Regions from separate parts of the Sus scrofa genome. Here regions 2, 3 and 4 are each linked to region 1. A link is a contact called in public Hi-C and HiChIP or PLAC-seq data. All regions are on one chromosome and are shown on one strand. The core of a region is the stretch at or near the end of the contact, and the rest is flanking DNA. Distances in the headings are between cores, read along the strand shown. Region 1 has its middle 66 kb from the start of KLF6. Region 2 has its middle 240 kb from the start of KLF6. Region 3 has its middle 140 kb from the start of KLF6. Region 4 has its middle 320 kb from the start of KLF6.

Region 1 (6,794 bases), core at 2,850-5,349:
AATGTTTCAAAGGATAAGGTAGTTCATATTATCCTGAGTATGGGAAAAAGTGGAAACCCAATTTTCTCTGCAAAACTCCTCCTAGTTTTGCCAAGAATTGAGCAGAAATTGAATTTAATAAAAATATTAAAGTACATGCAAATAAAAATATTTAAGTACATGCAACTGAGTCTTTTTTAAGGCGTCAAAAGCCCACCTTTGCATGCAGGCTTTCTAGGAACCACTTTGGGCGAACGGCTGGTTTGTGTTTCAGAAGATGTGTGCTCCGAAGTTCTGGGTCTCTAGCTCTCAGGTTAAACTCCATTTTCAGCGGACCCTTAAGAATGCTTTTTTCCCCCTTGGGATCTCCTGGAACGCAGAGAAGAGCGAAGACTGAGCGTCTCCCAGGAGAAACCGCTCTATGCGCCAACTTGCACACGAGCGACGGGAGCAAAATTCCGCAGAGTCATTGAAGTGGAGGTTTGCCGCAGTTTTCCACCGATTTAAGCTCTGGGCAAGCCAACGATTCAGGTTGAGACCCTATTTTGATGCACCTACCTGGTTAACGGCCTTGGTATGTCCTTCCCTCTGGACACGTAAAACCCACAGAGTATTTCTTTTTAAATGTGAGTGATCAAGACAGTCGTCCACAAAATCAGCAATTCAGGGGAGAACACAAATACCAGTTTATGATCCATCGAATGAATGGCCTGATAGCATTTGCCAAAGGCTGAGTTTCTGGCGCATGATGGGTTTTTGCCTGAAACTTCAAACTTGCTGAGAAGATTCCAGACAATGTGAATTCCAGGCCAAGGATGCGTTCCTCCCTCCAAACAGTTCGGGACGCTCCTTGCGGATGCTTTCAAGTCCTCCCAGCCTCCAGGTCTGTGAGTTAATGACTTTGGGGGTTCTTCGTGGCAGCTGGTGGCTCATCTGGGGACTGTCGCTTTCCGGTAAAAACAAACAAGCGAAAGTTGAAGTGTGACTCTGCAGTCATGTGCCCGACCCTCTTCTGTCATGGATTCAACCCAAAACGACTTCCCAAAGAGGGATTTCCTGATCCCTTTGCACCCTATCTTTTAAATTTTAAGCCATTTGACTCAATGAAAAAATTAAAGTGAAAATGAGAGACTCGCGTTTTGGGCTTTAGGCGCATGGATCACAGGCACACAGGGCTTCATATTTGGGCAGGAGAAGGAAACCCTCTCGGGAGTGCAAAAACTCACGCTCAATTTACCTTTTTTTTTTTTTTTTTAACGGATGCATCCTCAGCATATGGAAGTTCCTAGGCTAGGGGTCAAATCAGAGCTGCGGCTGAGGCCTATGCTGCAGCTTGTGGCAACGCCAGATCCTTGACCCCCTGATCGAGACCAGGGATGGAATCCGAATCCTCATGGACACTACGTTGGGTTCTTAGCCCTCTGAGCCGCAGTGGGAACTCCATTATTTGATCTTGTGTTACGCTTGTAACACGCTCGTGCCTTGCTGTCAATGCGCTCGCCTGAACGAGGGGCTCCCTCATCTGCGGGTTGACAAAGAAGCTGCGTGTCCTCCCTCCGGCGGCCGGGCTGCATTCCCTCTGCGCCCACATCCAGCCGGCAAGGATTTCTGGCTTCTTCCTCCCTTCCCCCACGTCTCACGGACCGCTGCTGACAGGTGGAGCCCACGACTTTGCAGATGGGAGCGGGCCTGCTGTCATTCTCCTGCCGCTGTGAGGAGAGCCCTGGTGACGATGTGGCACTTCTGCCCCTTGTTCAGAGTGTCAGCAAGTGGCCATCAGGGGACCCTCCTTTTAGGACCCGACATCCCTTCCAGCCTGACGATTTACAGCTGTGCAGGCAGGGGCTGTCTGTGTACCTCGGCTTTCACGGCACCGGACAGTTGCCACTGCAACTTCAGCTGAGGCTTTAATTTTTTCACTTTTTGGGAAATACAATATTAATACAATTTGTCACAATTCTCTAAGGAGCACTATTATGCTAGGATTTTAGTATGTTTTACCAATTTAGTTGTCATAATGGCCTGCAAGTGCCTTGATTTTAAATCCTTATTTCCCAGGTCTTTTGAGAGCTGGCTATAACCTGAGATTATTTCCCTAATGGACTGCCTCTATAATGTTCCTCTTAAAAGCCAAGTGGTACTTATCACTTCATTTTGCAGAGCGAGTGACATTTTTAGCTTGGTATTAATAATCCAACATTATAATAAAAATAATAATAGCAAGGATTTGAAAATCCATTACAAATCTCCCTAAACCCAGGTGAACTCATTAACTCTTAGGTAAAAGAAATTGGAACTAAAAAAAAGGAAAAGGAAAAGAAAGCTCTGCTTTTATTCTGCCCCTTGTGGTGACTTTGAGGGAGCGGAAGAGGTAGAAGTGAATGCTCCCGACTTCACATCTGGGGTTGGGCTCCCTGGAATGACCTGTTAAGATAAGCTGTGAGATTTAAAAATGAACACAGAGAAAGAAACATCCCTCTTATCTTGGAGTCAGACAGATGAATGTGAGGGCAAAGGCCTTGTTTCTGCTTTTGTGGTCCCAGGAGGTGGGCTGAGGCCAGAGAACAAAGCGACCTGGCTAAGCTTCCCCACCTTGCAAACAAAACCTGCAAACAAGCTAGGATTGTTCAACAATCCGAGTCTTATCGGAACAAGCTTCATCCTCTGTTTTTCTGTCTGAGAGATGGGCGCTTCGGTCACGGAGCGGGATGCTGGCCTCCCAGGCCTCTCCAGTGTCGGGCTGTAGGTGGACGTCCCAACCCAGGGCCTGAGGCTGTGGCCTGACGTGCAGACAGGGTCTGTACAGTGAGGATTAAGTTAAGGGGTCCTTGCGGGGCCCGTGTGCTTATGAAAGGGGATCAGGACCCGGCCTCACCCAGGGGAAGCAGACTGCGTGACGGTAAGATCAGAGACTGGGGGCTGCGTCTGCCAGCCCAGGAACCGCAGGCTGCCAGGAAAACCACAGCCACAGGAGAGAGGCCTGGAGCAGATTCTCCCTCGGAACCTCGAGGAGAAATTAACCTGTGGGCACTTGACCTTGGACTCTGGCCTCTGGACAGTGAGACAGGAGAGGTCTGACACGTCGTTCGTGTCTTTGTTACGGAAGCCCCAGCAAACCAACACTGGACACACGGGGACCCAAAGCCCAGGCCCCATGACGTCCAGGCCTGTTGAGCGCTCCAGTGAGTTTAGTGGGTGATTCCCCATGAGACTCTAAACGACCACATGCAAAGCATCAAGGGAAGGCCTCAGAGTGATTCGAACAGCAAATGCTGTCAGAATTCAGAGGGCAGGAGAGAGACAGAGCTGGAAACTTCCAAAGAGTCCCACTGCTTGGATCAAAGAGCAAAGGAAGAAGAGAGCCTATGAGTCGAGAGGAAGAAAGCAAAGGCCTGGTTTTGGAGATGCGTGCTGGGAACCAGAGCCAAGGCCCCATCTCTTTGCAGGTCTCATTGGCTGTGGAAAGAGAACCAGTGGGACAGAAAGGACCCCCTGCAGGCGAGGGGCTCGGGTGGTGGAGGAGGGAGCCCTTCCATCAGACTCAAGGTCTCCGGGAGGTTGTGTTTTCCTCTACCCACCAGTTTAAGAAAACATAGAAAAGCCAAACTATAAAGATGTATTCTGCTACTTCCATGCAGCGCCAACATCAGGGCCAAACATCCAGGTAATATGCAGGTACATCCCTGGCAAGGCCCTTGTTGCCTGGGAATGACTTTATCATTTAAGACCATGAAAGAAAGTTGGATTTTATGCTTAAAGATGGAAACATTTCTTGCCATTTGTAGAGCTTATCCAAACTCAACTTCACGTTCCTATTCAATCCCCATAAATGGGAAAAAAAGCTATTTAATGATTGACTGGGGTTGCCTTTAAATATAGTTTTGGCCTGTCTTTGAGGGCTTTTTCTTTCATTTTCTCTTAGTGGGTTTCCATTTGCTATGGCCTCTCCTGGTTGGTTCCATCTTTTCAGCAGCTCATGCGATTCTGCCTTTATGGTGCAGATGCAACCCCTCTATCATTTTATTTTCCTCTGAGGAAATTCTCAATATGTGAGTTTAACTCTCAAAGTTGGTGAGACAAGGAAATGGCGAAAAACCACAGTGGAAATGTGACTCACTCAGAAACTTCAGAATGGCCATGTGCTACTAAAAAGAATTAGTCATCCCCACGGCCTGGCCAGACGTCTCCTTGGATCTCCTGTACATAATTTACTGGTCTTTCAGCGCCTGGTTTGTTCGGGGTGAACACTTGCTACCCGAGTGGGCATCATCCTCCTTGCCACGCGGTCTTCCTCGCCTCTCCTCCACCAGTGGGAACAGAGATTCACCTAGGCCATGTGTGCTCAGGAGGATGCCTGCTGTATACTTTCACCCACTGGATTAAGAATTAAAAGTGAGTAATTCTAGGACGTGGTCGCAGTCATTGAAATAGAGGTAGAAAGGTTGACAAGTCTCATTTAAACATGGGCATTGCAGTCACTGGATAGACATCTGATCGAATCACCATCTGCTCCATTGGCGTGCAGCTCTTCAGAGGAAGAAAAACCAAAGCATAGCTGGGTCTGAGGCATCCTGTTGGAAGGTCAACAGCAAATTACACTTGTGTCTCCCCAGTACCTAGTTCACCGTTTCGGTAATGCACACTCAACCACTCAAGACCCGTCTGTGGTTTAGTGGCAATGTGGGTCTTGGTACAAATTAGAGAGAGACCCCCTTCCTCATCACGCATATGCTGTGCTTGTTGTTTTTCTCAGAAATGACTGACTTTTTCCAGCTTCCCCGAGGTATGGTTGACAAATAAAACTTGTCCATATTTAAGGTGCACCATGTGGTGGTTTGGTACATGCGTAGGTTGTGACACGATCACCACAAGCAAGTTGATGAACATATTGCCTTCACATCGTTGCTGTGTGTGTGAGTGTGTGTGTGTGTGTGTGTGTGTGTGTGTGTGTGGTGAGAACACATAAGATCTCCCCCCTTGGAAACTTTCAAGTGCGCACGTAGTATGATTCGGGGGTGTCGCCACACTGTAGATTAGATCCCCAGAATTTGCTCCTCTTAAAACTGAAAGTCTCCACCCTGGCCCATCTCCAGACTTCGCTCACCACGGCCCCTGATACCCACCATCCTCATCCCTGCTTCTCTGAGTTTGGCTTTTTAGATTCTACATGTAGGTAGACTCGTGCAGTATTGGTCTCTCTTCGTCTGGCTTATTTCACTCGGCACAATGTCCTCCAGGTTCGTCCACGTTTTCCCAAAGGGCAAGATTTCTTTCTTTTTTGTGCTATTATCCCACATTTTCTTTATCCATCTACCCATCCACAAGAACTTAGGTTGCGTCCAAATGTTGGCTATTTTGAATAAAGCCACATCAAGCACCAGACTGCACGTATCTCTTCCAGATAGTGATTTTACTTCCTTCAGATAAATGCCAGGAGGGGGGTTGCTGGATTATAGGGTAGCCCTAGTTTTGATCTTTTGAGGCAATTCCATACTGTTTTCCGAAATGGCTGTACCAGTTTTCTGGCCACGAACAGAGCATTATTCCCTCCCCCACCTTCCTGCCAGCACGCGTTATCTCTTGTCTTTTGGATAATGGCCATCGCAAGAGGTACGAGGTGGCATCACACTGCGGTTTTGACCTGCATTCCCCTGGTTACTGACCTTGAGCATCTCTCCATGTATCCATTGGCCATTATCTACTGTGTGTCTTCTTTGGGAAAAATGTCTATTCAGGTCCTTTGCCTTTTTTTTTTTTTTTTGCTTTTTAGGGCTGCATCTGTGGCATATGAAGGTTCCCAGGCTAGGGGTCCAATCGGAGCTGCTGCTGCTGGCCTACACCACAGCCACAGCAATGCAGGATCCAAACCATCTCTGCGACCCACACCACAGTTCATGGCAACGCTGAATCCTTAACCCACTGAGCAGGGCCGGGGATCAAACCTGTGTCTTCATGGACACTAGCCAGGTTCATTACATTCTGAGCCACAGCAGGAATCCCCTTTGCCCATTTTTAAGTGGTGTATTTTTGTTTGTTTGTTGTTTGTTGGCTCTTGAGCTGTAATACTTTGGATATTGGATATTAATGTTTTACCAAATGTACATTGTGTAAGATTTTCTCCCTTCCAAAGGTTGCCTTTTCATTATGTTGATTGTTTTCTTTGCTGGGCAAAAGCGTTTTGGTTTGATGTAGTTCCACGTGTTTGATTTTGCTTTTGTTGCCTGTGCTTTTGGTGTCAGATCAAGACAGATTTCAAAGACTAAGGATTAATAACCCTCGGTTAGTCCTGGGCTCTGTCAGAGATCTCAAAGATCTTTTCTCAACGAAGAGCGAAGAAGGACTCATTCCCAGCCGTGGCGCAGACACTGTCCTGAGAATGTGCCTTTGGCTCAGGGGCGGTTTTCACCTGGCTGTCCCTCCCTGCCCCTCATGCTTCTTGATCGTTCCGTCGAGTTATTTTATCCTCAAGGAAGCAAGCAGAGCCCTTACCTCTAGTTCCCAAGTCGTCCTTCCATCCAGCCTCCTTCTTACCGGTATTTGGCCGAAACCAGTTTGTTCTGATTTGGGTAACACAACGAGGCTCAGTTCACGTCGGCACCGAGTGTCCGTGGCCAGTGTGATTTAAAGACAATGGGACAGAGGAACACTTCGGGTGTCATGTCCCATCCGTGAAAAGATTTCAATCAGGGCCTCCCAAAGACGTATTCGTGTTGATGTGGCTGTTGCAGAAATGAAAACCTTCTGTTATATGTCGAGCATTAGAAAAGATACACAAAAATGTACATTCAAAAAACCGATCAGATAAGAGTACCTGT
Region 2 (7,525 bases), core at 4,916-7,415, 170 kb after region 1:
GGCTCGGCTGGCATCTCGCGAGAAAGGTTTATCCTCAAAGGGATGGGCCGACCTCCAGCAGACCTCTGAGCCAGCCTTGGCGGGGTCTGCACAGAGGGCGGGAGCAGAGCAACACACCCGCGTTTCAGGTGCGCGGGAAGAGGGTGGAGAGCAGGACGGGCTCCTGAGAGGTTTCGGAGGCTCGGCGCTCCTGTTACCCTCCGTTGCCTCCCGGGCTTTGTGGCCTTAATGTCTGCATGGAAGCCCTAAGCCGGGGTTTGGGGACCTCACCGGCCTCCTCCCGTCACCCAGCGCATCAGTGTTTGCGGAGTGACCGTGTGGACCGGGCTTGTGGTTCTGCCTTCCTCAAAGCCAGCCTGAAACAGTGTAACACAGGTATAACCTCTAGATAAGCGGGTGCAGATAATCCACACGAAGCTGAAGCCGGGAAATGTGGGCCAAGCTCGGTTGCATCTAACAGTCCCGTTCAAATAAGTAGAAGCAATTCCAAATGTGCCATCTCCCGCTCACGGAGTGAAACATCGGCTGTGTTCAACAAACACTTTGAGCCCTTTTTATATTCCACCCCAAGTACATCTGTTAACCTGAGCGTCCACAGCTTTTTGGCTGCCTGTGGTTGGCCTTGGTTGAACGCTGCAGGAGACAAGCCAAGAGCGAGATGGGGCCCCTGTTCTGCTCAGGTTGCTGAGGAGGGCTGGCGGAATGGGAGAGCTCGCCGGGGAGTCTAGACGGGGGCAGAACATGCCAAGAGCTGCGGTATAGGTCACAGATGCAGCTTGGATCTGGCGTGGCTGTGGCGGTGGTGTAGGCTGGCAGCTGCAGGTATGATTAGCCTGGGAACCTCCATATGCCGCACATGCGGCCCTAGAAAGCCAAACAAACAAACATCAAGAAGAAAAGGAAAAAAGAAAGATAACAAAAGAAGAAATTGAAATTAAATTTTGTGCGCTTTGATTTTGTTTTTATCATGGCTAAAATATCCAATCAAATAAGACAAAAAATGTTTCCAGCCAATTAATGGAGTCCTTTGTTAACTTTTGAAAAAAAAATTACTCTGGGCACTTTCTCTGCGATAAAATGCTTTTCTTGGAACCCTGTAATCATGGCGAATTTGCTGGAACTTGAGAATGAGAGAGACACAGACTTGAGGTTCCAGACCCTCGAGGGCTGCAACTTCCAGCATGTCTCAGTCTCACCTCCTGCTCTTTTGGATTTTATTCACTTCTTTCTAAGCCTCCGTGTTTGGATTTTCCTCAGAAGTGGCAGGTCTCCTACAACACGGGGTCTCGTGGGGACTCTATGACACGTGTGGTGAGTTTTACACAACTCCTGGCAAAAGGAATTCTCCTCTTCCTTTGTTGTTTTATTTTTGGCGGTGATTGAGGTACATGGACGTTCCCCAGCCAGGGATCAAACCCTCGCCACAGCAGTGACAATGCCAGATCCTGAACCATTAGGTCACAAGGGAGCTCTCATGAACGTCCCCTTAACTCTCCAGAAAGCTGCGTGCTAAGTTTATGGAAGGCATTTTTGTGATCGTGAGGTTATTGTGATAATATCATAAAGACCAATATAATCTTTTCCAGTTCATTTCCCAATGGCCACAAAGGAAAACAAAATGACTTTTTTTCATTGTCGACACATGGGAAAAGATTGATGTTCTGTATTTATTTTGCAACTGCCCGTTGTAGTGACCTCTATCATTTTCAAATGTGTGTTTTGCTCACAGTTGAATGTCTCTGGAATCAAGGCCTGGTTTAGAGTCAGTGACAACCACAGCTCGCTCTCTACGGCTGTCACCAGAGGGGTGCGTCTGGCAGGGCTGTCACTGCAGGCAGACTGCTTTCATCTGGGCCTCGGTAGCACCGATCCACTTGGCTGTCACACGGGCTGTTTGCATGGGTAGCACTGGATGCAGCTGAAATTTAAATTAAATTTGGGTCAGAAATTGCTTGTTGCCTGAGAAATGACTGCACGTAATAGAGTTGAAACACAAATGCATTGTATATACAGACAAGGCTTCTACACACTGTTCCAATGTGGCAGGAATTTTTAAATGTCTTCAATATCTAAATTCAGAGAGGTTCTTGTGACAGGTTCATGCATCCTGAGAAGTTATCGCTCAGTTCTCAATGACTGTCTGAAGTTTCCATACGTCTTCCAAGAAGTTCATTGACCCTGTATATAAGTCAGTTATAAAAAAACACAGAAAAACAAACACAAAAAACTTGACCCAACTGGAAGTACAGGCGAACTCCTCTGTAATCCTTGAAATGATTGTGTCAAGCCTAAAAATGATAAGTGCAGGTTACCAAAACCAGGGAGTGCCCATGAAGACATGCATGATGGCCAAAGACCATTCAAAAGAATAACTAAGCTATGAAATGAAGACAGCTAAACTCCACTATTGATTGTATCTTGCAGAGGAAGGGAGTCTGTAACTATACGGGTGAATACATTGTTATTGCCCCCAGAAAAAAATGTTTAAGGGGTTCTCTCATGGCTAAGAGGGTGAAGGATCCAGCGCTGTCACTGCTGTGGCTCATATTACAGCTGTGGCATAGGTCGGATCCCTGGCCTGGGAGTTTCCACATGCTGAGGGCACGGCCAAAAAAATTTGAAAGAGAAAAAGGGTTTAGAATAATTCCAGTGTTTTATTTTTTCTGTAAATTGCTGTTACTAACGTGATTCTAAATATCCCAATTGATGACACCTTAAAATCAAGGAACTAGAGCAGTTTTAATCATTTTTTTTTCTTCTTTTCCTTTCTGTAGACAGAATGTCACAGGAGCAGCAATGAGGCAACAGCCCTGCAGAGAGTTACACACGTGAGCTCTGGAGTCAGAATACTGACTTTTGAATCCTCTCTCCATTGTCCATCATGTGCCAGGAGAAGGTCACGTGTTGTTTCCTGTTTTCCCTGTTCACTGGTGACGGTAACACCAGGGTTTGGACCGAGGGGGCAAAGGAGGAAACGCGTGGGATGCACTGGCCACATCATTTGCATTCAGTGATGCTTGAGAACTTTGCACATTTGTATCTACTGAATTTCCAGGGCTCTTCCAGTTTCAAGAAACCAAGGTTTACTATCATCTATGAAACAATTACAGCAAGCATTCCCGGGAGTCTAAAAACAAAAAGCCAAGCAGAGGTGCTGGTTTCCTATGGAAAGAGGATAGATGACAAGAACTAGGGCTGCTTTCCCAGGGGGGCAGTCCCACTTTTTTCTTTTCTCTGTCATGACTCCCTTCCTTCTAGTTCCTCTTGCTTCTTTATCTCTCCCCACTTTTCATGAACAAAATCATCTCTGTTTTCCTAAGATGCAAATATGATTGCTGCAATCATGTGCTGAACCAAGCCGTATAAATTAGATGCTGCTAGCCAGGCGGTGGGTGGCTGATCTTGAGGCAGAGATCCAGTAAACCTGATCAAACTCTAGGTGGGCAGGGCCAAGCTCTGTGGGGGTGTCAGTGGGTCAGATGTCTTAGAAAAGAGATGTTTGAAAGATGGACGTTGATATATATTTATAATATCTCTTCTCTTATATTTAATTTTTCTTGTCTCGTTGCACTTTTTTCCAAAGGAAAGTTAAATGATGACGGGAAATGGGTATCTGGAGAGCTTTACTTTCTCTCGGTCATGAGTAGGCATTCACTTTATTGCTTCACAACAGAATGCCCCTTTTAGTGTTGGGAAGATTTAGGGCAGCTAGATTTATTACCTTACCCTCTGGCACAGTTGTACAAATACTGTAATAGTTTTGCTTCCCGACTCCTCTTGTCTAGTCTCTGTGATGGCCACATTCTTTTGGTAATTGATGATTTCACCAGGTACATGCATATACCTCATTCGCTTGTCAGTTTTGCGATTTTTTCAGTAGACATTTTATTCCATTTTTCAAAGCTAAATCTTCCTGCTTCAGACTTGGGAGAACATAGTTTTAGATAAATTTTAGGGATAACTAGCCTCATCCTTTTCGGGTGCTGGGGGAAGGGATTATTTGGATTAAGCGAACTGTGAGAAGAAAACCTCCTGCCACACAATCAGCACATCATCTTCTTGGGTAACAAACACCACGACACCAACCGGGAGGAACCCAGGAGGTTTTGTGGGTAACAGACCTTCTCTCCAACGGCCTCACCTCTTTCTCCTTCTGACTTGCTCTTTGGAAAGCACTGAGCTGTGTCGTGGTTTTGAACTTGTGCAGAAGGAAGAATGGAAGGGAGCAACCTGTTGCAGGATGCGTGCCTGTGTGCACACACACACACACACAAATGTCAGCCATGGATGACTGCATTTTTCTACTACGACCTACTATGGCATTACACAACCAGTGCATGTGTGTGTGTATCCAGACAAGCTAATCTGTAGAATGCGAGTGTGTCTTTGTGTTGTGGTTAACACCTCCCCACTTTCACAGGCAGAGATAAAACATATGGGGCCGCAAGCAAGTGAGAGTAGAAATAAGACAGGCCCCTTTTTGTACCACATTGTCGGGTGGGTTGAATACGACACGTGAAGGAGTAGAGGCAGGAACCCACACAGAGCAGTACCTCCAGGCTCTGGCACGACAGCGATAGCCACCGGAGTGGCCTGCCCAAGGGAGGACAAGAGTCAGAGCTGGGCTGGCCCAAGCCTTCCCCATCTTGGTCATGTTTCCAAGCTCTAACAGGTGCCTTGCAGGTGCCAGCCTCTGGCATTCAGAGCTGGACGCTTCCACCCCATCCGGCCTTCAGCACGTCAAGTTCTCCTAACAATATGCTATAGGGTCGGTCCAAGAGATCCAGTTTCTTGCTTCTGTGGTGTTCATTTTGCACGTGAAGTTGAAAGTTTGGTGACCACAGGGAAGGAGGTACAATTTTGAGTGTATCTTTCTTCTCTCCATCAAATGCCCCCACTTTTCTCGAAGTCATTGACAGTTCTCACTCTCTGCCGAGAGAGTGGTCTACGGCCGGCACCTGTCTATACCCTGCTCCTCAACACAGACTTTGACTACTGAGTGAACCCAGTAAAAACGGATCACACTGGATAATCACATCATTTCTTTATTTTAACGTTTGCTATAAATATTTTATACTACACACTTGTATGCGCTTATATCTCAAGTATGAGATGGAGATACGTTTCGGGTTTGAAAGTAAAAAATGTTACAAATGTTCTTCAAAGTTACATCAATATGCCAACCCTCTGTAGAGTTTCACCAGGGTTTTTGAACTAAAGTTGAAAGGGAATTGCATGAGTCTGAGCTTTTTCCAAATTAAATTATCATGTCTACTTATGACCGTCAGTTCCTGTCATGTAACATGATTACATGGGCTTTATCAGAAGTGACACATTGGGTGATTTATAGGATGTGTCAGCCAGCAAGATACAAAGGCTGATAATTTCCTGTAATTACTTTTAAAAGAATTTTGAAAATGGACTTTAAATAAATAGTACGGGGCTTCTAGGCTTCTATTTGAAGTAATATTAAAATATCGCTCCAAGATATTACAAGGAATCAAACAATGCAGCCTTTTAACTAACTGATTCAAGCATTGAAGAATAGACACTGTTTTTAAAACATGTTCATTATAGTTGATTTGCAATGATCCTTCAATTTCTGCTGTACAGGATAGTGACCAGTCACACACACACACACACACACACACACACACACACACACACACACACACATTCTTTTTCTCACATTATGCTCCATCACGTCCTATCCCCAGACTGGATGTAGTTCCCTGTGCTGTGCAGCAGGACCTCACTGCCCATCCATTCGAAATGCAAGAGTTTGCATCGACCCACCCCCACTTCCCGGTCCATCCCCTCCCGCCCCTCCCCCAGGGCAGCCACAAGCCTGCTCCCAGAGACACGGTTTTTTTCACGGCGTCTTCCTAAACTGAGAGTTGGTCGGGATGACCTGGGGCTTGCTCATCCTTCAGCCGGCAGAGAGATTCTGCTGCGTCTCTCGCTTTGCGGCCGTGTCCTTGTTCATCTAATCTGTGAGTCACTTGTGCCCCTTGCTCTGAATTCACTCCTCTGCTCATTTCCTTGCCAAAGCTTTCTCACCTTTCACAGCCAAGGGGGAAAAATGCCACTGCCAAGAAGCAGTCACTTCCAGGGATCCCTGGGTTTTGAATAATCCCCCGGCCTGGGGTCCGTGCCAGTCTGTCCCCGAGGCTCTGAGTCATCACGACTACCTGTTCTGCAAGTGAAGCTTCCCACGCTCAGCTGTGATTTCCTGCCAAAATGTGTAGCAACAGGCTACGGCCCGTTTTGCCGTTTCTTTCTCGACGGTGTCTCGGTCCCGCCTCTTGACTGGTGACGCACTGCACTTTAGAGTCTCTATCTTCGCAGACCTGACATCGAGTCAGCGCAGCAAGAGGGAAACAAGGGGCTTAGAACGCCTCAGACACACAGGCTTTATTTCTATTATTTGGGTTTTTAGGGCCACACCCGTGGCACAAGGAAGGTCCCAGGCTAGGGGTCCGATCAGAGCTGCAGCTGCCGGCCTGCACCACAGCCAGAGGAACCCTGGAGCTGAGCCACATCTGCAACCTACACCACAATTCATGGCAACACCAGATCCTTAACCCACGGAGCGAGGCCAGGGATCGAACCTGCATTTTCACGGACACTATGTTGGGTTCTTGACCCACTGAGCCACCAGGGGAACTCCAGGTGTGGCTTTAAACTGAATTCCCCATCTGTTCCCTGGGGAATTTTGAAGAAGCGGCTCACCCTGCTGGCGGCTCACACTGGGAATCCGTGAAATAGCCTCCCTGATGTTCACTGGGCCGGCATCACGGGCCGGCCAAGGCCCAGTCCCTCGTCCCTCATTCTGTAGGCCAGGAACTTGCACTAAGTACATTTCCGGATGCACTTGCTGCTCAGAAATATCAGGTGATGAAATACTGGCCGGGGTGTGAGCTTTACTTCCACGCCGGACGGTCGTTCAGATCTCTCACCCGGCTGCAATGCCTGCAGGGAACCCCGATGAGCATCCGGCCCAGTTTACCTGGCTGCCCAAAGCTTTTACCGACAGCCAGCGTTCCTGTCCAGGGTATTGCTTCACAACAGAGCTGACGTCTCCCTAGTCCACTTAGTCATACCCTCCCTCCATGTACCCGGGACCCACCGTTTTTTCCAATGAGAGGATAATTTCTTGGGGGTCAGCGACCATATCTTTCTCATGCATTCACCCTGGCAAGTCAGCTGCCGTGGCAACACAGCCAGTGTTCATCTTTACGGACTAAAGCGAGGGATGTACAGATGTGTGTCAGAAAAGATCTTCTATTTTTGTTCTCATGAAAGATGTTGAGGAGAGAAAGACAGTTGTGCCCTGCTGTCTCGCTGTGTATGTTTCCTAAGACGGAGCTTCGGAGCTGGGGGTTTTCTGCGGTCTTGTGTCTCAAGGTCCCAGAGTCCTGAGGGCTTAGGGCTTAGCACACAGCATGACGGAAATGATGAATGAAGGAGCGACTTCACAGAAACTGAGGTTCACCTTCATCCTTTCAATGTATAACATCTCGTT
Region 3 (7,435 bases), core at 3,155-5,654, 210 kb before region 1:
GGACAGAAGAGGGGGCGGTGGGCAGTTCCTGCAATGGGCACCTGAGGAGGGGCTGAACCCCTAACCTGTGGGATGTGGGCTCAAGCCAGAAAGTTTGAGAACTGAGCCGGAGAGCAGGACACACAGCCGCACGTGCACGCGTGGGGGCAGACGGCTGTGCGTGAAAAGACGACATAACTTTTTCAACCCCTTCTTCTCATCCTGGGGCCCTTACACCAAAACAGTCGGCACCAGCTCCTTCCCTTTTATATAGCCTCATGTTTCTCTTACTGTTGATTTTATAAATAACAATAATAGAAAATGAAAAAGACAAAACTAACAAAAATTGAAATAGGAATTTGACTTACTACATACCAGAGAGTTATAAGAACTCTCCTCAGTTAGGCTTCACAAAAGTCCTTCCAGGTGGGTCTAGCCCACACACCTGCCCTCCTCCCTCCCCTTCCCATCAGTCCCAGCTCCCCACTCACCCCCTCTCACCTCATCTCCCCCCCCCACTCTCTGCTCCTGTTTTGAATTGTGCACCCTTACTGAGCCCTGGACCCTCCGCTTTCTCTTGGTCCCCCTGCCTCTCTGACTTTTCCCCACCTCCTAAACTGTCTTCTATCTGCTCCTTAATGATATCCATTTCCTAAGGCTCTTGCTTCTCTCCTCTTTTTCAATCTTCCAAGCCTCTGAGAATCTATACTGCCAGCCCTAATGGCTCTCCTGAAATCCAGACCACATTTCCATTTGCCTGCAAGATACGGGCAAATGGATATTTTGTGGGCATATCAGATTCCACATGTGCCAACCTTCCCTCCAGCTGTTTTAACAATGCCTTTCTGACACGATGACTAACAGCACCAACCAGCCAGCTGCCAAGGCAGACATGCCCAGGGAATCACTTACTTCCTCCTTTTGCCAGAGACCCGGACTACAACGCACCACCAAGCCCGCGGCCTGTGCACCCCTCCTGTCCTACCCCCACTGCCCTGTTCTAGGTCAAGCCCCCGATACCAACTGTCAACAGAGGTGCTTGGATGACCCCAAACTTCGGATTTCCCATCGTAGTTAAGCTTTACATCGCCCCCCCCTCAGAGACGTGTTTCTCTCATGTGCCTTGTTTTAAAAGCTCCTGTATGTCACCCTTCCTTACAGACGAAACTGAAGCATTCGGATATGACCTGCAAGGTTCTGTGCATTTAGCTCAAAGTCCAGATTTTTACCAATATTTCTCTGACTCCTGCCCTATTTACCCTACCGTGTAACTAAAATAGATTTAGATGCTGGGCCATCTCTCATGTTAGATTGGTTCTGAGATGAGAATCCCTCAAAATCACAATTTAACGTCAGAGCTAGCTGAATAACTTGTGACTATCAGCCTCAGTTTATTTCTTGCTGCAGCCCAGAAGAGACTAAAAGGAACAGTCTTTGTAAAAGTCTTTTAAAACACGCAGGGAGTTTCTAAGCCTATGATCCATCTATACTTGCTATTGTCTATTATTTCTATTGGGATAAAAGCACGTACCTTGAGACAATGGCCTCCGTTGTACTTCAGATAACTTATCTGAAGGGGGCTGACTCTGCTTCGAGGGGGACATGAGGGGGCGGTTCTTGCAAGTCTTCCCCCAGAGGGCAAGTGGAGGTGCTAAGCCGGCCAAGGAGGATGGACCGCATCTTAGGACCCTACTGATGCCTTTGCGTAGACCTTAAAACTGCAGTAGGGAAAGCACTCGAAGCCACGGACACCACATGGTTAGAACGGGGTGCTGCCCTCCGAAGCACTGAGCTTCCAGTGAGGAAACAGATAAAAATGGAGTGTGAGCATGTGAGTCAGGGATCTCCAGAGAAAGAGAACCGGCAGGAAGTGCCGATTTGGAGATTTCCATAAAACTTTGCTCAGGTGATCATGGAGCCTAGCAAGGCTTCCTCTGCACCTGGAGACCCGGGAAGCCAGAGGTGTAGTCAGTCTGAGTCTGACGGCCTCAGAACCAGGAGCTCTGGTGTCTGAGGGCAGGAGGTGGGTGCGTCAGCTCAGCTCGAGCAAAAAGCAAGTCTCCCCCTCTGTCCTTTTGTTGCATCGGGTCCTCAGCAGATAAGACGAAGCTCAGCCACACTGGTAAGGGTGATCCTTACTCAGTGGACCCACTCTAATGCTTCCAGAAGCGTCCTCACAGGCGCACCTAGAAAGAATGTTTTACCAGCTATCTGGATCTCTCCTACCCAGGCAAGGTGATATATATAATTAACCATCACAGGGAATAACAGAGTACCCGTTTCCAAAAAATAAGAGCTTATAAAACTTACTAAAAACACAACATAACAAGCAAAAAGATTTAAATGACTTATTAACTTTTTGCCTTCACCTAGAAAATTTACCAGTAGTCTTTCTTTCATGTTACTAATAAAATAAAACCATAAATTTGTTTTGGCCGAAGGGCATGATTAGGTGATTCTTTGAAGAGTTATATTTCCATACATCAGGGAGGACAGACTGCTTTCCAGCATTTCACAATCAATAACTCTTTCAATTTCTCAGTATGTGAAAGGGAGGCTCCACCCTCACATTGGGCACTTTGGGCATCTGTGGGGTGGGTTGTGAGCCTGTAAGCAGGGGGCAGAGGGGCAGAAAATACAACATTCTTTCAGTGTGACATTTTAATTTAACAGAAGCATGCCACCTGTTCACAGCAGATATTTGAAAACTACCAAAGTTGACACAAGACACCATTGAGGAGGAGCTCTGTGAAGGCTGGCTCCCACCAAACTCCCTCTGGCCCTCCATGTCGGCAGCAGATGGCATCACATGTAAATCGGGTAAAGCAAATGACCCGACCAGGAGCCAGTGGGCACAGTGCTGAGCCGATGAGGGCAGCCCGGGACCTCGAGGCCAAATGGAGGCCATCCAACAAACAAGCATTCTCTTCGGGACGGGACTGCTCCCTGGTGCGGCTGCAGTGGGGTGCCCACTGTACCAGCTGTCAGGGTTTGAGGCAGAATACAAGGCAGAGCCCGACCACTTGTGTCCCCGGAACAGAGTCCAATTGGACATAGCACAGGGGGATCATGCCCACCGCTGACCCAGAAGTTTCCCTCCGGCAGGTGTGCTCCGAGTCCACGGTGGGAAAGACAAGGGCAGGACGTCAGGCAGGGAGTCGCAACGCCACCATTCCTAACTGAGACTTCCTTTTGCCTGCTGCTTTCTAGCTTACACTTTCCCCAAACTAGGAAATATAATTAAGGGCTTTGGTTTAAAGCTCTTTCCTTTTACATATGTGAGCCTGAGAGCTATAAATGAATAAACCTAAATGGTAACAATGTCCACGCAAAAATAAATTCCCTAAAAATAGAGCGGGTAACATCAACAAGAAGGTGAGAAATAAGAGCGGCCACCATAAACTGCTCTCCAGACACTGTTTGGAGCTATTATATGACGCCAGTCCCAGGCACCTTCTAGGTCATGCTCTGAGGGACGGCAGCAGAATGAGTTACATTTCCCGCCGAAATATGACTTTACTACAACAATGGTTTGCAGGGAAGACCTGCAAAGAGATCTCTATCTTTGGTTTTCCAAGTGGAATTTACTGCCAATTCCAACTTCAAAGTTTCCACATAAAGCGTTAAGAAGAGTATTTTGCCATAAAGAAAAACTTCTGAATTATAAGGGAAATTTAAGGAAGTGGAATACAACTTTCCTTCCACCTATTATTAATTTTTTCTTATGCGTCTGGTGCTTCTCTCTGCAACCGGAGAGGTGAGCTTTCCATTGTGGCGTAAGGCTCCCACTGTGGAGGCTGGAATCTAACTTTGATAGTTTTTAAATGACTATTTGTCATTACGTTTCCGTTTTTTCCGCCAACTTTACCATGGTGAAATACTCCGTTCTAGAATTCTCTCCCCCATACCTCTGTAACTCGTATTATGTTTGGATCATTTCCCTTTGCTGCGACATTGCCAAATTCTCCGCGATCAGCCACATGCTTCGGCAACAGGAGAAGAGGCTGAAACTGCTATTGTTTTGCCCAACTGGCCTGAGTCAGCCGACGGGAATTCTGATTATATGCTCCTAGGCCAAGATGTGAAGCTGGTTTGGAAAACTTTTGGAAATACCAATCCAAGAACATTTCTTTCCGACTTATGTGTATCAGTCATTTTATTTCCTACTGAGAATTATTTATATCATTCAGAGTTTCCATGTACAGAAAAACATGACTGAAATCCCGTGGTTTCTGGAAATCTTTCAGAATGGAAAAGGAGGTGAAGTGAACCACTAATCACAGACTAATTTCACTCTTGGCCCTTTGAAAAGCATTCTGTCTTATGACCTTAGGATCTTTTCTTCTCCCTCTAACTTGCTGACATTTCATGCACTATGACTCTTCTCTCATAAGTTCCATATGGTCAGGACACTGGTTGAAAGACTATGGTCTTAATATACTATGTACTGAACACAGCAAGGAAAGATATCAAAAGTACACCACATACACATATGTATGCGAGTCTGCGTGTACGTGAGGGAGAAAGAGAAGGAGGGGAGGGAGAGAGAGGGAAATGAAAACTTGGTTGAGTTGGGGATTGACTGTCCCTTAGACAAAAGCAAAATATTAGTGAAAATTATCCTTCTTCCTTACGTTTATCCAACTCTGGATTCTACTTAAATTGAAGAAATCATCATCAATGTATCCACTCATTCTCTACACAATTCGTGAGCCTCTGGTGAGACCAGGTCTTCCTCTGGACTCTAGGGCAGCCGTAATGAAAGCAGTCTAGCCCATGGAGCTTCCATTAGAGGGAGAAAGATGGACAACAAACAAATGAGAACTTTACTGTCACAAGGAGAGAGGTGCCATGATGCAAACAAAGCGATGTGATGATGAAATTCAAGAAACTACTTCAGACTGTAGAGTCTGGAAGGGCCTCTCTGAGAAGTGACATATAAATGTGACCTGAATGACAATTTGTGTGAATACACATAATAAAATCACTTAGGGAAGAGAAGATGACTCATTTAAGAGCCCTAAACCAAGAACAGCTTGAGATGTTTGGGAAACATCAAAAAGTCCACGAGGAATGGGGTAGGAGTGGATACCAAGATAGCAGGGGTGGGGTGGAAAAAGAACACAGGTGGGGGAAGGTGGGGTAGGACCTCTTAGGTCAGGGTAAGCAGAAGCCACTTGGCAGGATATGAGTGATATCATCTGATTACAGCTCTTCATAGCTCACTCTTGCTGTTGTGCAGAGAATAATATAGATAAGAATGGAGAAGGAAGACCATATAGGAAGGAAGCCTAATGTGATGGAAGGAAGGAAGCCTAATGTGATGGTTCAGGCAAAGACGATGGTGTGACAGCAGGAAAGATGGAAGGAAATAGCGTTTAAGATGAGTTCTGGAAGCATGTGCCTTCCAATGTTTTAGCTTCAACAACTATAGTTATTGATGTGTTTTCTGAGATGCCAAATATTGAGAGAGAAGACAACATTCTGCTAAGTTTGAGACACTGACAGACAAAATTTTAGGTAATTGTACAAAAGTGGAGTGATGTTAGGACTAGAGTCAAAATGTGAGAATCACAGATTAGTAGACATTTGGTCCTGCCTGAGGTGTCTATTGAGATGCCTGGTTCATGCCAAAAGAGCCTTGAAATTTGGTCCTATCAAAATGCCCATGAGCATATTTGGTCCATGACAAATGGTCCTGTCAAAAACGGCCAAGCTTGGATCAAAAGCCCGTAACTTCATGTGTATTTTCATTTTGTAGGATTAATACATAAAAATACTGTATGTTTTTTTGGTCCAATAATTTCATTGTGGCTATACTGCCAATAATAACCTTGCCTGCCTCAGGAGCATACCTGGTAATGGCACACAGGGTTAGGTAGATGGGTTGGGGGTTCTTCCAGAATCTTCCAGTAGCCCTACAGTTAGAGAAATGCACAGAGAATAACGAGTTGAGAATATGACCTCTCAACCCATGGTGCATTAATGTGCCCCTGGGCATCTGGCTGGATGTGGCTGGATAGTTCCAAAGGGCAGAGTCTGAAAGGAGTAGCTTGATCAAGCTGCCATAGAAATCAGGCAGCTAACTGGCTGACATAAACTCAAAGTGTCTTGTAGGACTGAGAACTGGTGTGGTTCACCTCACACACTATAGTCAGGTGTAACAGTGGCCATGAGGGGACACCAGGCAACTAATTATCTCCCACTGCCCAGGGTGAATAGGCAATGTTTCCTCTGAATCAAAATCCTAGAGAGGTAGATGGCGAGAAGTATCTGCCACTATTCAGAGGGCTTTCAGTGGGGGTGACTCCCACGCTTACTTGCTAATCAGTGAGGATCACCGTGTCCTTGGCTGGTGCCTACTCACTGGCTGATCTGGTAGGCTTCCCTACCCCCAAACCAGCAGCCACTGGTCAGAGGACTACAAAATAAAATGAAACAAAACAGCCCTTCTTCCGTTGCTTGGCATATGACATCTCTATTTGAAAATTCTCAGCCAATATGGCAGAAATAGTGTACTTACAAAAAAGGAAACCCAGTGCTATGTCATAATGGTTTTTGTTACCATCTCCACTTCTTTGCCACAGACGAAAGTAAAAGGTACTGGAGCTGTGAAGACAGACTCTGCACACCCGATGTACAACTGGTCAGAATTCAGATAACATCACAGTCACTCAGGATGGGACAGGAAATCACCAGCACAACACTGGTGCGGAAGGAAGAGTAAGGAAACCCCTGCAAAGGTTAAAACAGCACACAGAAGAACCCAGTGGAACACCAACACAGGTGCTTCAAAGAACTCTCTGTGTAACTCATAATGAAGAGGTCCTATCACTGCTAAACTCATTGAAGAGGCAAATAAACAGAATTCAAAACAAACGTCAACCTCTAAACCCAACTTCAATGCACGGAATTAGAGTTCCAGAGGATATAAATTGACTACATGTGAAGAACCATTCCTTACGCTTGATTCCTATGTTCAAAATGACCAAAGAATTTTTATTTATACAACTTATGAAATACCGGGTATCGCATTAATCAGCATGGCACCTTCAAGACCAACACAGTTCACTCAATTATTACCGTGCCCAGAGAACCATTAGGTTATACCACGCCACTGACTTAAGCACTAATAATGAAAAGGCAAAAAGATACTTAGAGACGCACATGTGAGAAAGTACTTGACTTTGCCCAGGAAAGAAATCACGACATTACCCTTTCACTGTGCATAGTGGATTTCAAGACTGAAACACGAATGTCATCTGGCAACTCCTGCTAAATTCTCAAGCGAAAGGACGCTTGTTTCACTTCTGACAAGCACTGTCTGAAAATACTCTTTGTGTCTAACACTCCAGTATGTGACAGTGGAAAACAACCTAAGTGTGCGTCCACGTTGTTGGGACTTCCATTTGGAAGATGCAGATGAAAATCTGCATGCGCTGTGGAGAAAGGAGAA
Region 4 (6,761 bases), core at 119-2,618, 250 kb after region 1:
GGCTGCAATTTCTGAAACTGCCAAGGTGAATATTCCTCTTCAAGGCCGTAAGGAACCTCCTCTCCCTGAGTTAAAGCTCGGAGGGACCTGGGAAGCGTTTCGGGTGACACGACCTGTTAGCATCTGTGGGGAGAAGACAACTTCCTTCCACACTCAGCCTCCGTGGCTGGGTGGCGGGCCTGAGAGTGCAACTGACATCAGGCGATTACAAGGAGAGACGCAGGAAATGGAGCTGATGTATCTGCAGGCGCGGGAGTCTTCAGAAGGAAAATGAACACAAAGGAAGCGGTTTGGCCCAAAGGTTTATGTAATTTCTACACAAATCATGACAAATCATGGGCTTGTGACAAGACAGAGGCTTGGACTGGGGCAGGAAATCGCGGGGCGGGCGAGGAGCCCTCGCGGAAAACCGGGGTTCTTTTCGTAGATGGTACAGCTCCGTTCCGACGGGCGTGGACGAGACTGTTCTGCTCTGCCTGGTCCAGGGAGGGCACCGTTCTCCTGGGAAACTGGATGAACTGGTTTCAGGTTGAAAGAGGGAGGGCAGAGAGCCCTTCCTGCATCTGCTGATTTTCAAACGCCTTCAACGCTAAGTAATCCATGTGCCAATTCCGCAGATTTGGGGGTGCTGTGTTCTGAACCCTTTACGCCTGTTGTCAGTTATAGCTGCTCCAAGCCCTGGGAGGTGAGAGGGGGAGTTCAGGGGTCTTGGCTTATCTGGGAAGTGGGAACTGGAGAGTGGGAACAGCCCCCCAGGGATGGGGTGGTGGACAGTCTAGGGCAGTTTGACTGCTCTTAGAGGGACGGTGCTGACAGCCGAGGAGAACCTAGGAAGATAACATAAGATCCAATGGACTACAGATCTGGATGTGTTTTATTAACTGCGGCATGTCAGACAATTTTTAAAAAGCATGAAATACATTCGCCTTGAATTGGCAGAAGGAGGCTGATTACATGATGGATGTTATACTAGGTAACAAGAAAGTCTTAACATACTCCCCAAGGTCACATTATTTTGGGTTTTTTGGTCAAAAGATGATGCAACAGGGCCTTGAGAGAGCCACGGGTGTCTGCAGAGTGTAACAGAAGTCAGATGAGCTCACAGTTCTGAGGAAGGCCTGTGCTGGCTCGCAGTCTACGTTTTGTGGTCTAATGAGAGGCTAGAGTCTATCACGCTGCAGCAAAAGTGAAGCAACAAACAACAACAAAGCCGGAAGAGTCAACCTCACCCACCCTTCGTGTTCACCGAGGTTGGGGCTCTGGGCTACGGAGCCCGGGCTGCTGTAGCAAAGCAAACCAGGACTAGGGTTCACTCTTGGCAGCAAAGGCAATGCTGGGGTTTCCAGCCGCTGGCAAAGTGCAGGGGACGGCGGATGGTGACTAAGAGGAAGTGCTGGGTGGTGAGGATTCTTGTTAAACCAGCTCGGTGGGATGCCTGCTGGAGAGGACCAGGCGTGGGGTGCAGGGAGGGGGGATCTGACCTGATAAGAGGGTGATCAGACGCCAGATGTCTCGTGGAGGAATTCTTGATAAACTGACTTAGAATTCTTGATGCACCCGGGCCACGGAGGCCAGGCCAGGCTGGGGGCCGAGGTCGAGGCGGGGCTGAGAAGAGCCCAGAGGAGCCTGACTCTGGTCCATTTGGTCAAGGAGAGTCCTTGCTGTGCCCGAGCCTGGGGTGAGCTTTACCCGGAGGTCCCAGGTAAAGCTGTCAAGCTGAAGGGCCCCCAGAATTCCAGTCTCTGATCAAACCCTGTTCCAGGGGATCCCCCTCCAGGGAACGCTCGGGATGACCCCTCGCTTCTGCTTCATGGACACACAAGTGACTTTTAATCTTTATGGACACACAAGTGACTTTTAATCTTTTACCTAAAGTAGACTTCGGTCAGCGCTGAAGAGGTTCGGACCCAACTGTCCTGTAAGCCGCTCCTCCTCCCATCTTCAGGTCTGAATTCAGACTTTCCGCTCCTGGGTCTGTTATCTGCGCAAAAAGTCTTGCCACTTTTTAAAGGCTCTAACCTATGAACAGCCATTTCCGCTGTTTCCTGCACACTTTCTAATATCTCATCTGCTTTCCCTGGAAATCCAGTGCTTGATTTAGACACGATTCAATCCTCTGTCTTTCTGAAGACAGCTGCTGAATGAATGCTTCAAATTTAAATGCTGCCCTTAGCTTACGCTCCTCCTGCTTTCTTAAAAAAATTTTTTTTTTCTAGAAAGCATATACAGTGTATCCTGCTGTGGATTAACCTGCATTTTTTTTTTCCTTTAATCTTTTGACTTGCAGTTGGAAACTGCTTCCAAGTGAGAAATTTTCCAAAATAGTTTCATTTAAAAATAAGACTTTAAAAATACCTTTGTTGCAGAAAAGGCACTGAAAACCCCAAAGTCATCAGAACACGCTCTCTCGTTTAAGGCTATTGGTGACCAGAGCAACTTGCCTGAAAGGGATCTTAGAGCAGATCTTTTGGAGACAAGGACCCCTAATGACCAGGGTAGACCTGTTCCCGCTGGTTCTCCCCCCACTCCCCCGCCTCGGGGGCGCTGAATGGCTCCCACGAGCTCCTCCGTCGATTCTCCCCACCGTTCTGTGATAGTCCCATTTTACAGAAGAACAAAGGGAGGCTATGCAACGTGACCCAACCTGCTCAAGGTCACCCAGCAAGAGCACGAGAGGCCCTTGTCCAGGGGAGAAGGAGGGCTCCAGAAGGGCAGCGGGCACGCCGTGGGCTCTGTTACTGGGAAACTGGGTGACCAGTGGGATCCCAGAAACAGGTTGGGGAGATGGCTGGGGCTCAGAAATCAGGCCTGAGGCTCTCGGTGTGTGAGCGGCAGCCTGAGGCCTTGGTTTGGACACGGCTTCGCACACACATGGAAGGAAAAGACCTGCGGCACAGATTCCTGTGCAAACTCCTGACTTCTCCCCAGTCTCACCCTGTGCAGGTGGGGAGACGAGGTCAGAGAGGCTCCTGGGATGGCTTCCGGTCACACAGCCAACTAGCCATGAGGGGCGTTTTGGTCTCGTGCTCCTGACATCACAGTGAGATGGCACATGGCTTGTTAAAAAGCATGCTGGTGGAGTCCCCTGCGGCTCAGCAGGTTAAAAGCCCCACAGAGGGCCCGTGAGGATGTGAGTTTGATCCCTGGCCTCGCTCAGTGGGTTAAGGATCTGGCTGCAGTATAGGTCGCAGATGCGGCTTGACTCTGAAGTGGCGGTGGTGTAGGCTGGCAGCTGCAGCTCGGATTCAACCCCTGGCCTGGGAACCTCCATATGCTGCAGGTGTGACCATTAAAAGAAAAAAAAATGCTTGAGATTAGTTTGGTTTTCATCAGTTCCTCTTCCAGATTTTTGAGCTTCTATTAAAACACGTAAAGTGTGGGGAGTTCTCATTGTGGCTCAGTTGAAACAAATCCGACTAGGAACCATGAGGACACAGACGCGATCCCTGGCCTCGCTCAGTGGGTGAAGGATCCAGCATTGCCATGAGCTGTGGTGTAGGTCACAGCTGTGGCTGGGATCCCACGTTGCTGTGGCTGTGGCTCCAATTAGACCCCTAGCCTGGGAACCTCCATATGCGGCGGGTACAGCCCTGAAAAAAAAAAAGGATAGCATACCGAGCTAAGCATTTCTCCAACAGCAAAGGCTCCTGGAGGCGACTACTGATGCCTTCTAAGGCCACTTGGCGGGAAATGAAATGGGCCCTTTGGGGGGACCCCGGTAGGCTTCCTGTAGCCACAGGAAGTGCTCAGCACCAGGTAAGGGGTTACAGAAGCTGGCAGGTGAAATTAAAGATCCAAAGTTCACCCATGAAAGCACTGCAACCAAACGCAAAGTAAAAGCCTATGTAGAAAAATACAATGTGTCAAGGACTTTCCGTGAGAAGCAGGGACTCATGGAGAGGGAGTGGGGAGAGACAAACCCCAAGATATGCAACGAGCCTCTTCTGCAAGAGGATTTCAGGATAAGCCCAACCGCCGTAACTGGCCCGATGTTAACAGGTAGCCCAGAGCAGACTGTCGACCAGAGATGACGAGGCTCCGTGTTCCCGGAGAGCAATGTACTGCCTCACGTGTCGCGCTGCCGTGGGCACAGCTGCCACATGTGACGCCGGATGGCCTCGCTTTGCTCGTCCTGCCGCCGCTCCTTCTGCTGTCACAGAGGGCTCTTCAGCCTCTTGGTGTCATTTAAAATCGAGGAGGGCAGGTCCATTTTTTGTTTGTTTGGTTTTTGTCTTTTTAGGGCCACACCCATGGCATATGGAGGTTCCCAGGCTCGGGGTCGAATCAGAGCTGCAGCTACCGGCCTAGGCCACAGCCACAGCAACGCGGGATCCAAGTCGAATCTGCAACCTATACCACAGGTCACGGCAACGCCGGATCCTTAACCCACTGAGCAAGGCCAGGGATCGAACCCGCAACCTCATGGTTCCTGGTCGGATTCGTTTCCACTGGGGCACGAAGGGAACTCCCCCAATTTTAAAGATGTTTCTTTGGGTCAACTCTAGGGACAAACAAAGCAAAGAAAAAGGCAAGGCTGGGAGTCCACCTGCGTGTTTCTGACTCTATGTCCCAGAAGGTAAACTCTAGGAAGGCTTCACCCCCACTGCCCAGGAGAGTGTGTGATAGAGCCAGTGGACATTCAGCGAAGAGTTATCAGCTGACAGGTTGACTGAAAGGGCCAAACAGAGCACACTCCTGCCCCTGTCCCCTTGGCAGCATCCTAGCTCCAGCCTGGGTACCTGGTTCCCTCTGTGAGAACCTGTGTGAAGCAGCACAGTTGTCTGCCCTTGAAGACAGCACCCTGCTTTGTCCACCCAGAGGAGCCCAGGCCTTCCCACGGCCCAGCCATGACTAAAAGCAGCTGGCAGGGGAGTTCCCGTTGTGGTGCAAAGGAAATGAATCTTGCTAGTATCCATGAGGACGCAAGTTCAATCCCTGCGCTTGCTCCATGGGTCCGGGATCCAGCATTGCGTGAGCTGTGGTATAGGTCGAAGATGTGGCTCAGATTCCGAGTTGCTGTGGCTGTGCTGCAGGCCAGCAGCTGCAGCTCCAATGTGACCCCTAGCCTGGGAACTTTCATATGCCATTGGCGGGGGGGCGGGGGGGCGCGGCGGCTAAAAAGCAAAAAAAAAAAGCTGCCATCAGGGGCTCTTCATCGTCCATGGAACAATTGTATCAATATAAATCTCCATCATTATCAGAACAAGACATTAGGCGGAGGACATTCTGTTTCCTGAATTACCCAGGATTAGATTAACAAAGTTCATCTATTATTAAATCAAAGCTACCGTAAGACAGGCCCAGGTTGGGGAGCACTGGATGATTCACAAAGGTTATTAACCCACGCATCCCTTAAAAAAATTCAAAATTAAAGACACTGTGAAACTCTTTTCAAAGAGATAAAAGAGGAGTATGGATTAAACATTAGAATTAATTTATGACTTTTAAAAGTGTCCCCTGTCTCGTCTGGGGAAACTGAACATCTCTGGAACGCAGGGAATTCATTTACCCTCAATGACCCCGCGTGCTGGAAGGTCGCCCTCAAGGAAAGGGAGCCACCAGGGACCCCCTCCTCCCGCCGGGCAGGATCGCAGGTGGCTCCGCAGCGCGCGGGGGGTTTCCCACGGCCAGGCCAGCGCACGGCCGAGCGGATGGCTTCGCCGAGCAGAGGCAGGGATGGCCTACAAAGCCAAAGTCAGGGGCGCTGGACCCCCCACCCCCGCAGGGCACCCCTTTCCTGTGTCCGTTCCTCTGACCTCAGGTGACGTGCAGTCGCATCACCTAGACAACCGCCAGCAGCACAAACCGCACCTCCACGCTCTTAAACAAGCACCGGCAAGCGAAGCTCCCAGCCGCCTCTGTTAGCAGTGTCACCGCTGGAAAGAGGCCAGTCTCCTCTCCCAACAGAATCCAAGCTTTGAAATCCCATGAGAGACTCCATGTGGCGAGTAAATACTTTCAAATTCCCATTTTAATGTCTAACACTGTATATATTGATGGATATAATCCTTAGGAACCAAACAAACACTCCTTGGGGTCCTTAATAATTTTTAAGAGTGTAAAGGACTCCTGAGACCAAGCAGTCTGAGAACCAGCCGCTAAGAGGCCAGGCTCTGGAATTAGTGTGCTGGGCGGGGGGAAGCCAGGCTTTGTGATCTTAGGCAAGTTACTTAACCTCTCTGAGCCTCTGTTTCCTTGTCTGTGAACTAGGCCACCTCATGCAGTTACTGTGAATGAGTGAAATAAGGTATTACTCGTACTTTGCACAGCTTTGGGTACAGAGTGATCATTTCATAAATGTTGATTATTCACCGAACAATTGGCTGAAAGCAAGCTCTTTGCTCCATGCCAAGAGGACGTGAAACAGCAGAAGTCACAGCTCCTAGTAAGGGGTTTGCTCCTCTGTTTGTGTCTGTGGACACACCTTGGATTGAGAGAAAATGGCAGAACACAAGCTGCTTGGAACATGGTAGGCCTCGTGCTCCTGCACAAACGTAATTAAAATTGTCCGTTATGTTACTTGAATCCAAAAGAAGCTGAACAGATTCTGAAATCAGTGACCTTTAGTGACGTTTTAAAATATTTCCTCCATATCATTTATGATTTAATATTCCAACACAGCTGCCAGATCAATGACGTATGGAGCCCTTAGAGATGACAGAAACTGGGAGGGGGCTTTCAGGAATCCTGAACTGACGGAAGACAGTTCTTGCCCCTTTGTCCACAGATAGTCAAAGGGTTTTAGGGGAAGGTGAGCCGGG

What was found. A called contact is a pair of places that touch in the nucleus more often than the background predicts. HiChIP or PLAC-seq counts read pairs in DNA pulled down with a chosen protein or histone mark.
Region 2: an H3K27ac HiChIP or PLAC-seq map of alveolar macrophages shows a contact between it and region 1. The contact joins two enhancer-like sites. A contact is called at or near these places in 2 of 47 Hi-C or Micro-C datasets (embryonic fibroblasts and fibroblasts) and 1 of 2 datasets of contacts at active chromatin or transcription factors (alveolar macrophages).
Region 3: a Hi-C map of embryonic fibroblasts shows a contact between it and region 1, with 2.4 times the contacts expected there. The contact joins two enhancer-like sites. A contact is called at or near these places in 1 of 47 Hi-C or Micro-C datasets (embryonic fibroblasts) and 2 of 2 datasets of contacts at active chromatin or transcription factors (alveolar macrophages and skeletal muscle).
Region 4: an H3K27ac HiChIP or PLAC-seq map of alveolar macrophages shows a contact between it and region 1. The contact joins two enhancer-like sites. A contact is called at or near these places in 2 of 2 datasets of contacts at active chromatin or transcription factors (alveolar macrophages and skeletal muscle).

What each region holds. Positions count from the first base shown.
Region 1 is chr10:66,418,551-66,425,344 of Sscrofa11.1, reverse strand. No RefSeq gene overlaps it. Among named protein-coding and RNA genes, the nearest start is that of KLF6, 66 kb to the left of the region's middle. Within about 2 kb of position 4,099, at least 14 of the 83 cell types and tissues checked have an H3K27ac peak or open chromatin away from gene starts, as enhancers often do. A contact at or near this core is called in alveolar macrophages and embryonic fibroblasts, where this site is marked.
Region 2 is chr10:66,247,846-66,255,370 of Sscrofa11.1, reverse strand. No RefSeq gene overlaps it. Among named protein-coding and RNA genes, the nearest start is that of KLF6, 240 kb to the left of the region's middle. Within about 2 kb of position 6,165, at least 17 of the 83 cell types and tissues checked have an H3K27ac peak or open chromatin away from gene starts, as enhancers often do. A contact at or near this core is called in alveolar macrophages, where this site is marked.
Region 3 is chr10:66,624,415-66,631,849 of Sscrofa11.1, reverse strand. No RefSeq gene overlaps it. Among named protein-coding and RNA genes, the nearest start is that of KLF6, 140 kb to the right of the region's middle. Within about 2 kb of position 4,404, at least 9 of the 83 cell types and tissues checked have an H3K27ac peak or open chromatin away from gene starts, as enhancers often do. A contact at or near this core is called in embryonic fibroblasts, where this site is marked.
Region 4 is chr10:66,167,933-66,174,693 of Sscrofa11.1, reverse strand. No RefSeq gene overlaps it. Among named protein-coding and RNA genes, the nearest start is that of KLF6, 320 kb to the left of the region's middle. Within about 2 kb of position 1,368, at least 23 of the 83 cell types and tissues checked have an H3K27ac peak or open chromatin away from gene starts, as enhancers often do. A contact at or near this core is called in alveolar macrophages, where this site is marked.